2 separate regions of the Macaca mulatta genome follow, and region 2 is linked to region 1. The links are chromatin contacts, called in public Hi-C maps. All regions are on one chromosome and are shown on one strand. Each heading gives the region's core, a stretch centred on a gene start, on an enhancer-like site or on the middle of the called end of the contact. The rest is flanking DNA. Distances are from core to core; before and after follow the strand shown.

The links. Hi-C and Micro-C count contacts between places; a contact is called where the count stands out from the background.
Region 2: a contact with region 1 is called in a Hi-C map of CD4 T cells, with 2.4 times the contacts expected there. The contact joins the promoter of LOC106993593 here to the enhancer-like site in region 1. A contact is called at or near these places in 5 of 14 Hi-C or Micro-C datasets (CD4 T cells, blood, fetal cortex germinal zone and 2 more).

What each region holds. Positions count from the first base shown.
Region 1 is chr15:18,016,398-18,020,878 of T2T-MMU8v2.0, reverse strand. No RefSeq gene overlaps it. Among named protein-coding and RNA genes, the nearest start is that of NTMT1, 20 kb to the right of the region's middle. Within about 2 kb of position 2,193, at least 10 of the 40 cell types and tissues checked have an H3K27ac peak or open chromatin away from gene starts, as enhancers often do. A contact at or near this core is called in CD4 T cells and blood, where this site is marked.
Region 2 is chr15:18,134,995-18,139,475 of T2T-MMU8v2.0, reverse strand. LOC106993593 reads left to right here and starts at 1,937. Exons shown (of 3, transcript XM_077967900.1): 1 at 1,937-2,910. The coding sequence starts at 1,952. The coding sequence ends at 2,701. The region is part of intron 6 of LOC114672715 (a long non-coding RNA gene); the gene reads right to left. It overlaps LOC106993592, which reads left to right and starts at 3,951. Exons shown (of 2, transcript XM_077967905.1): 1 at 3,951-4,325; 2 at 4,327-4,481. The coding sequence starts at 3,951.

The sequences.
Region 1 (4,481 bases), core at 944-3,443:
GGGGTGAGCAATTCTTACTCCTTGTCTAGGGAAGGAGGGAAGGAGAGTGAAGGGAGAGGAAGGACAGGAAGGAGGAGGGAGTCAGAGGAGAAGAAAGCGGGAAGGAGGAGGAAAGAGAGAGGGAAAAACAGAGAGAAGACGGAGACAGGAGGCAAGTAGAAGGGAGGGAGAGAAGGGAGAAGAGAGGAAGGGGGAAGGGAAGAGAGAAAGGAAGGAGGGAGGAAGGAAGGAGGGGAGGGAGGGAGACATGAGGGAGTTAAGGGGGAGGGAGGGAACAAGAGGAGAAAGCAAAGGAGAGAAAAGGGAGGGAGGAAGGAAGGGTAAGAAGGGAGGAAGAAGAAAATTAGGGGGTAGAAGGAAGGGGGCAAGAATGTGGAGGGAGGGGAGAAATGAGAGGAGGAGGGGGAGAATGATGGAGGGGAGAATGAGGGAGGGGAGGAGGGGAGGGGGAGAGGAAGAGGGAAGGGGGAGGAAGCTGTGCTGAGTGGCAGTCACTGGGGAGGGGTGTCCCCACTGTCTGTCACTTCCCTCATAATGGTATCAGCTCCTCCCCGCTGCTGGCCTTGGGCCAGGGATCTCCAGGTGGCGCCCACCTAATCCTCACAAAGGACTTGACCTCAGTCACCCAGCTCACCAGACCCCAAGCCTGGGCAGCTCGCCTGAGGTCTTCCACCCCAGGCCCTCCCTGGGCCTAACCCACGGGTTGACTCAGGAGCCAGGTGCCATGCGTGTCCATGCATCCATGCGTGTGCTCTGAGTGTGTATGCAAGCGTGCGTGTGTGGTTAGGTGTGCAGAACTGGGCAGGACTGGCTGGGCTTGGATCCTAGCTTTGCCACTTCCTGGCTGTGTGACCTTGGGTGAGTGACCCAACCTCTCTGTGCCTCAAGTGTGAGGAGTAATGGAGTTAATCAGAGAAATCCCACAGCACAGTGCTGTGTTCAACTTTATCTACTATGATTATTATTCCAAAAGGGCTGACCATGAGATTTCTTTAGGAATGGGCTCTAAACTGGAGGGAGGGGTTCGAGGATGGGTCTCAGAAGGTTCTAGAAGGGCCTAGAACTGGTTGTAAAGTTTTTGTTGTGGGGTGGGTGTTTTTCTGGACAAAGCAGGTCCTGAGCTTACAGCATTCTCATGACCCCCTAAGGTTGTGTCCCTTGCACCAGGGTGGATGGCACCTCCAGTACTTTGGAGGTTTCATCCCACACAACTTTTTATTTTTTTATTTATTTTTAATTAATTAATTTATTTTTTAAAGAGATGGTGCTGGGGCCGGGGGGTGGGGGGGGTCTCACCTTGTGGATCAGTCTGGTCTCAAGTTCCTGGCTTCAAGCGATCTTCCTGCCTTAGCCTCCCAAAGTGCTGGGGTTACAGGTGTGAGCCACACACAGTTTTTGAGGGGCTGCTGTCACTTGCCTGTGGCTAGTCAGGACAGGACCCAAGTTGTCCTGCAGACCTGCCACAGTCGCCCACAAGTGGGGCCACACGTGCTCAGAGAAAGTGAGCCCCTTCACTCGGGAATTCTTTAAAGGCTGAGACAGCAACACACTTTGTATCTAAACCAGCGCCCTTCTCCAGGATAGGGAGGCACAAAACCAGATTTCAAAGGCGAGCTTTGGATAAACAAACACAATTAAAATAATGCTTCAAACCCAAATGGTGAACAGAGCAGCAGCCCCAGGCACGTTCAGCCAGCTGATGCTGGCCCTGCCTGGCGACCAGACAGGCCCAGGGGGCACTCCAGGAGCCTCAGTGGTACAGCTGGAGCCTAGGAGACCAGGCCCCCAAATCTGCCCCACGCCCCCAGCGAGCCACCTAGCCCGACCCATCCTCCAGGCCTAGCGGGGACTCCTGCCAGCTCCATCCTGTGGCTCTGTCAGGCTGAGAGACTCCATTGCCCAAACCTCACCTGCTGAAGTTGGGGGCTTCTCCATCTGGCATCAGGGAGATTGTAAGTCTGTGCTGAGGGGCAGTGCCCACCTGGGGAAACATGAGCCTGCTCCTGGGGGGGCCACTGCAGCTTGGTGAGTTCCCACCCTGGTTCTGCTGTGTGGCCTCAGGACAGTGGCTGCACCTCTCGGAGCCTCGTGTGGAAATGGAAATCATCACAGTACCTTTGTGGCTCCCTCCTTGGCAGCCCTTGCAATTAGGGCAGGAGAGAAGCTGTGAGGAGGCTGAGGGGGTTTGGTGAGCACGCGGAAGGACGTGGATTCCACTGTGCCAAGGCCAGGCTCTACGCCCGGACCACCGGAACACCCACACTTGCCGTGTGACACTCTGGGCTCCGGTTTCTCCATCTATACAATTCAGTGGCCTTGAGAGAGCCTTGTATGATTTCCTGGTCGGACTGTGAAGTGAGAAGCTAAGTGCAGAAGAGTGTGTACAATACAGAATGTACGTGAAATCCTCACGAAAATACGAAAACCACGCATGCGCAGGCCTCCGTGTGTGCACAGAATACCTCTGGGAGGTACACAGGAAACTGGGTTACCCAGTGGGAGGGACCAGGGTTAGGTGAGAGACCAGCAGGGAGGGGCTTTCTTCCCACTGGTTTCTCGTTTGTGCCTTCCAAATGCTGTGCACAAGTATGCTATCTAGTCAATATTCAGGTGTAGGGGTATTTTTAAAGGCCTCTGGTCAGGCACGGTGGCGCACGCCTGTAATCCCAGCACTTTGGGAGGCTGAGGCAGGCGGATCACTTGAAGTCAGGAGTTCAAGACCAGCCTGGCCAACATGGTGAAACCCTGTCTCTACCGAAAATACAAAAATTTCCAAACGTGGTGGCACATGCCTGTAATCCCAGCTACTTGGGAGGCTGAGACAGGAGAATCGCTTGAACCTGTAAGGTGGAGGACGCAGTGAGCCGAGATCGCACCACTGCACTCTGCACAGTGCGAGAGTGTCTCAAAAATAAAAATAAAAGTCCTCTCAGAGCTTTGCTGCTCCTGACCTGCCTGGTGCTGGCCCAGCTCCCAGGGAGCTGCGCTGAGGTGTCCTGGGGAGCCACGGCAGGGTTTTGGGGTCAGGCAGGACAAAGCTCACTCCTGACTGTCCTCTCCAGGGAGCTGCCCATCTGACCAGCCTCACTCCAGCCCCTCGGCCTCTCTGCCTGGCCGATTCTTCCAGGAGACCCTCTGCAACCCTCCTGCCAGCCCTCCGCCCAGCCGCAGCTCAGCATTGCCGTAGTTTAGTGCCTGTGTATGGGGCAGTTAAATCTGTGGGACCCAGGGCAAAATGAAAAGCAGGACCTCTTGTTCCTGATGTATTGCAAATTTCAAGATGGCAACCGCACAGCAGGAAGCCTGTGCAGGGCCCTTCTAAGTCTGGGGCCCTGTGCACCTGCAGGGGTCACACACCTGTGCAGCCGGCCCATCTGTATCTCCCCAGTCCAGACACAAGCTCCCTGGGACAGAGTTTGCCAGGATAGCCAGCCTGGACATACTGGCTATGGCCCTGCTGTCCATGGCCTTGCTGGGCTAGTGGAAATCTAGGCCAGCTTCCTAGAGGAGGAAACCTCAGCCTCAGAGAAGGCAGCTGCTCTGTGCTCCCCTGCACAGGTGCCTGGGCCTCCCTTTCTTATACGATTTCTTATCTGGAGCTCAGCTGTGTGACCCTGGTCAAGGTACTTAACCTCTCTGTGGCCTGGCTTCTTGATCTGCAGGGGTTGGGCCTACTCCCGAGTCGTGCCCTCCTTCAAGGGGAGGTAAGCTTTAAGCACGGGAGTGTTTAGAGCAGCATCTGCAAATAGCACTTGCTCCATAGCGTTCATCATGATTCCTCTGTGATTTCCTGCTGGACTCTGAGCTCCATGAGGTCAGGCCGCGGGTTCATCTTGCTCTCACAGATTCCTGGTTGCCCTGATTAACGTGGCCAGATAATCAACATGACCAGAACAGCTGTGGGCTGTGTTAGAAGTTACTAGAAGTTACTTGTGGCCGGCCTGGGGGAGGTGACGTCCCCTGGAGAACATGCTTCGGGTCATTGAGATGGCTGGGAAGTGAATGGGCCAGGATGTTCCTATAGGAAGATTCTTTTGGGGTTTGCTACACTCTTCAGCCATGAGAGTTAGAAGTCTTCCCAGAGCCAGGCAGGAGGGGCTCCCTGGGAGTTTGGGGGGCATCACACTGAAGCCCCCTCAGCTGCCAGGTGCAGTAAATAAGCCAGGGAAACATAGGTGGGTGAGTCTTTAAGGATCCCCGGGCTCCATGATGGCAGAGGCAGAGGAGCTGCTCCAGGCCGCTGTGCTTGGGGTCCGAGTCTGACTGTTTGGGAGAATTCCAGAGCCCTAGAGACACCTGGCCCAGTCTGGTGAGTCCAATCCCTGCTTCTGGCCCAGCCACCATCCAGCATCCAAAGCTGGCTCCGATGGGTTGAAACAGCAGCGAGCATCCCCCTTCTTGGTGCTGTTCATAGGGGAATGTTGAGGCTTGTGGGGCTGCCCGGAGGTGGTGTCACATGTCTCCATGGAAGGGTTTCACTG
Region 2 (4,481 bases), core at 688-3,187, 120 kb before region 1:
CAGCCACCGTGCTAGGTGCTGTATGGGCAGTGTCTCTTGATCTGAATATAAACCTGAAAAAAAAAAAAGTTATTTTCCCAGTTTTGCAGATCAGGAAATAGAGGCCCTCACAGTGAGGAGGGAGGGGGATTCTCACCCAGGATGGACCCACCCAGGGGTGCGGACCGGACCACTAGGCTGTACTGCCTCAGGCCCTTTAGGAGAAAATCCGTCCTCCCAGTCTCCCCAGGTCTCTTGCCTTTGGCCTGCTCTGGTTCCTGTTATAGAATGGGGGCTGCAGGTGGGCGCGCCTCTGAGCTAGTCCCCCGTCCTTGGGCCGCCTCTCCTAGGCAAACTCCTATTTAACCGGTGAAGGTAAATAAATTATTGCTTCCTCTCCCAAGTCCTCTGGCTGCACCCCTGTCCTCTTCTCTGTGTTCCTGTGGAGCTCCCAAAGGGAGGGGAGAAAAGGCTCAGGGGACATGGCTGGGACACGACTTCCAGCCCAGCCCTGTGTGGGCAGAGACGAGGGAACAGTCCGCCTATTCTCGGCTGGACGTGAGAGGGAGGATGGCCTTGGCTCAACCCAGGGCAAGGCAGGCTGACCAGCCTCTGGGGTTATTTAGATTGGCGGCCAGAGGAGGACAAGTTGCAGGAGAGAGAAGCAAAGATTCAGGCTGCCTAGTGTGGCCACCGCCCCGTCAACCCTAAGATGATCGCAGCCCCTTTCTGGCCACCGAATGTGGGCACCCCAGACCTCTGCGGCAAGGCTGGGTGAGAGCTGTCTTTTGTGCACAGGTGCCCCTAGTCCCCCACCCCTAGTGAGCATTCACACACAGAGGTGAACAGCCCCCTTGTGGGCCTGGAGGCGCCTAGGCCAGGTAGAGATGACCAGAGTGGGAAGCAGAGAATCCCCAGTGCCTAGCACAGTGACTGGCACTGAAGGATTTGTTGGATGAATGAATGAATGATTGCCTGACCTCAGGCCCAGGGAGCAAGGTGTGGTGTGCAGGGTGGCCCCTGGGAGGCTTCAGGGATGGGGAGGGGACGGAGGGGGACTGGGAAAGCCACAAGAAGGCAGCCCTATCCGATGACTCACTTGGGAGGGAAACAGAAGGTGGGCTGTTCTGGGGAAACATCCCCGCTGATGCCCGGGCACCCAGGAGCTTCCAGGTACCCCCAGATCACCCCAGTGAGGACACTCCACAATTCCCCTGGAGGCACCACAGTGGGGCTGTTAAACCCAGGGACTTAGGATTCAGACACTTCTGGGCTCCAGTTCACCCCTCATTGGCTGGACCAGTTGCCTCAGTTTCCCCATCTGCACGGGGCACGGATAGGACCACGTGCTGCACAGGTTTGCTGGGAAGGACACATAAGAGGTGCCCGCTCAGCACATCCTGTCTGCCATTGTTACAAACAACAGCACGGGAGAGCCGGGAGCAGAGCCTGCCAAACGCAGGACCCTGGTCTCCCGCTCCCCTGTGCTGCTGACCTATGGGGTGGCTTTGGACAAGGCACAGCCTCTCTCCAGGCCTTAGTTTCCCCATTTGTACAGTCAGGCCCTGCTAACTTGGACAGGCTTTGGCCCCTCTCCAAGCCCCACAGACACATCAGAGACGTGCACACACGGCCCTGGGACTGCCGACAGTCACACAGGCACGCATAGGCACGTAGGCACAGGCACACAGACGTAGGCACAGACTCACACTCGGCCCCCACCCTGCGCCCTCCCCACTCACACTCGCTCACACTCATGCTCACACACCACCCCGCTCCCCGAAATCTGCTGAGCACCAACGGTTGGTGCGAGCGGGGTTGGGAACGGGAAGAAAAAAGCCCAAGACTCAGCCCAGGAAGAGGGGTGCGGTGGGGGGAGGGCGGGCGAGGGAAATGACAGCCCGCGGTCCCCCTCGAGTCCTGGCTCATGAATATTAATGCGGCGGTAATTAAAATGCAGGCACGCAGCAGGATGGATGCGGCTGCCTCCGGAGCGCGGGGGAGCGCGGCGTCTTTGCAGGCGGGTGGAGCCGGCTCCTCGCCGGCGAAAAGCGGGGCCGGGCTCCGGGGCCTGGGTCCGGGGCGGGCGGGAGGGGGGGACATTTTTCGTGGTTCCGAGCGCCCCGTCCCGGTGTTCCCGCCCCCGCCCCGCGGCCGCCCCTCCGCGCCCTATCCCTGGCCGGGCCGCCCGCCAGGCCGCCGTTTCCCGGAGCCGGCCCCCTCCCGCCCTCGCGGCCGGCTGATGTCATCTGCACACAACTTTCCGCTTCCCGGCCCGTCTCGGGGCCCTGAGTCATCGCCGCCCCCGGCCCCGACGCTGGCCTGCGGCGTCTGTTTGTGCAGAGCGAGGCCCCGCCGGCCGGGCCTGACGTCAGGCTGGCAGGGCCTGGAACGGCCCCGCGCCGCTGCCCCCTGGGGGCAGGACAACACCGCTGGGGGCCGAGGGCAGGGCTCGCCCTCGGAATCCGGCTTCGAAGCCGGCGCCACCTTGTGCCGGCCGCCTGACCTGAGGCAACTCTGTGCTTTCAACTCTCTGAACTTCGGTTTCCTCATCTGCCAGTTGGCAGACGCTCAGCGAATCTTCCTAGACTCACGGGGCGAATTGTACAGTTGGGTAAATCGAGGCCCAGAGATGGGAAAAGGACTGTCCAAGGTCGTACAGCCACCCGGAATTACAGTTCCTTTCTGCCGGGTCACACGCTGCCTTCCACGTGTTACCTAAGAAAGCTTTCCAGCCTGTGCTGAGAAAACCGCCCCACATCATCTGTGGCAGGACTGGGGGGCTGGAGCCCTGGTCAGGCCACTCTGCTTCTGGCCACAGTTTTCTCATCTCTAAAAAGGCGCAGTAACAATATAATGACCGTGTGGAGTCCCCCAGGATACAGGGTCAAAGGAGAGCACAACCATCGCAGTTTCAAGCCCATGGGGCAGGTGAGTCACTATTGTCACTACTGGGGTCACTGTTGAAGCCACTAAGGTCACTGTTGAAGTCAGGTGAGAGGGCCCTCTTGGAGTCAGACCACCTGGGTTCAAATTCTGGCTCCTGCTTCCAGCTCCTTTCCTCTGACCCCCCGTGGGACCCGAACCCGGACCCCTTCCACGGTCACCACCGTCACGGTCCCACCCTTCAAGGTCTCAAACACCCCTCCCCTGTTTCTGGCAGGAGCTGTCCTCACTCCCTCTATGGCCTCTCCAGGCCCAGACTTCACCCTCAGGTCACCCTCACCCCTCGGTGCCCTCCAGCCAGTGGGCCTGGGAAGACGTGTTCATGCTGGAAATGCCTGCCCAGCCCTTGCCCAGTTATACAGAGCAAGTGCTCCAGAAATCTCCTGAGCCCCAGTTTACTGAGGGGAAACTAAGAACCTTCCGGCAACAGCTCTTGAGCTGAGCAGGGATCAGGCTCGGGTCTGGGATCCCAGGCCCTGCAGCCTCCCAGAGGCTTGGTTGAAAGCTCTGGCTCTCACTCCCCCACCTCCACCCAGCACCTGCCCGGTCCAGGCTCACCCCCCACCCCTCCACCTGGTCAGTGGTGGCTTGGCCTCCTCTCAGCCCCTCCATCCCTCTTGGCTGTACACACCCTCAAGCTAATGGAACTCAAACTGGTGGAGGAAGGCCTGCCCTATCCCTCCCAGGCCCTGCCTCTCGCTCCCTGTCCCCAGCCTCACTGGACCACTTTCAAGTCCTCCAGTGCTGCAGGCTCCCTCTTCATGCCTCCAGGCCTTTGCACGTGCTGGTTCCTCTCCCGTTTTCCTGGTTAACTCCTCCACCTCCATCCGAGCTAGGCTCTTCCCCTGGAGAGTGTCCCAGTTAGCACCACCCCACAACACACACACACACCAGCATACACTCTCCACATCACAGGGACCACATCCCACACAGGCACGGACACACTGCATGACACAGATCACAGGCACAAAAGTGCATGCTCTAGCGTGCATGCATGCACGCACAGACACACACTCACACTCCATATGCTGATACACTTATCCCCCCACCACAACATCACACAGACCATTCGACACACTCCTCACGTCCTCTGGCCACACAGTAAACACACGCACACCACAGAGCTCATGTCTGGGCTGGCCTGGTGCCCTCCTCTGGGCTCCTGCCCCCAGCCTTGGCATTTACCCCCCATTGAGGGCAGGGACCAATCCATCTCCATTTTCCTCCCTTTCAGCTCAGGGCCCTGCACCAAGTCTCTCCCAGTTATTGCTTGGACCCGGACCCCTCCCACAGTCACCACTGTCACAGTCCCACCTCCTTCAAGGTCTCAAACACCCCTCCCCTGTTTCTGGCAGGAGCCATCCTCACTCCCTCTATTGCCTCTCCAGGCCCAGACTTCCACCCTCAGGTCACCCTCACCTGGGCTTTAGGGTGCCACATACCCAGCCCCAGGCCCTGGCCTCTGGAATGGTTGGTAACTTGAACTGGGCCAGAGGCTTAAGCTCATGTCTGTCTGGAGCCTCAACTTTCTTCTCTGTAAAATGGGCTAACACTGA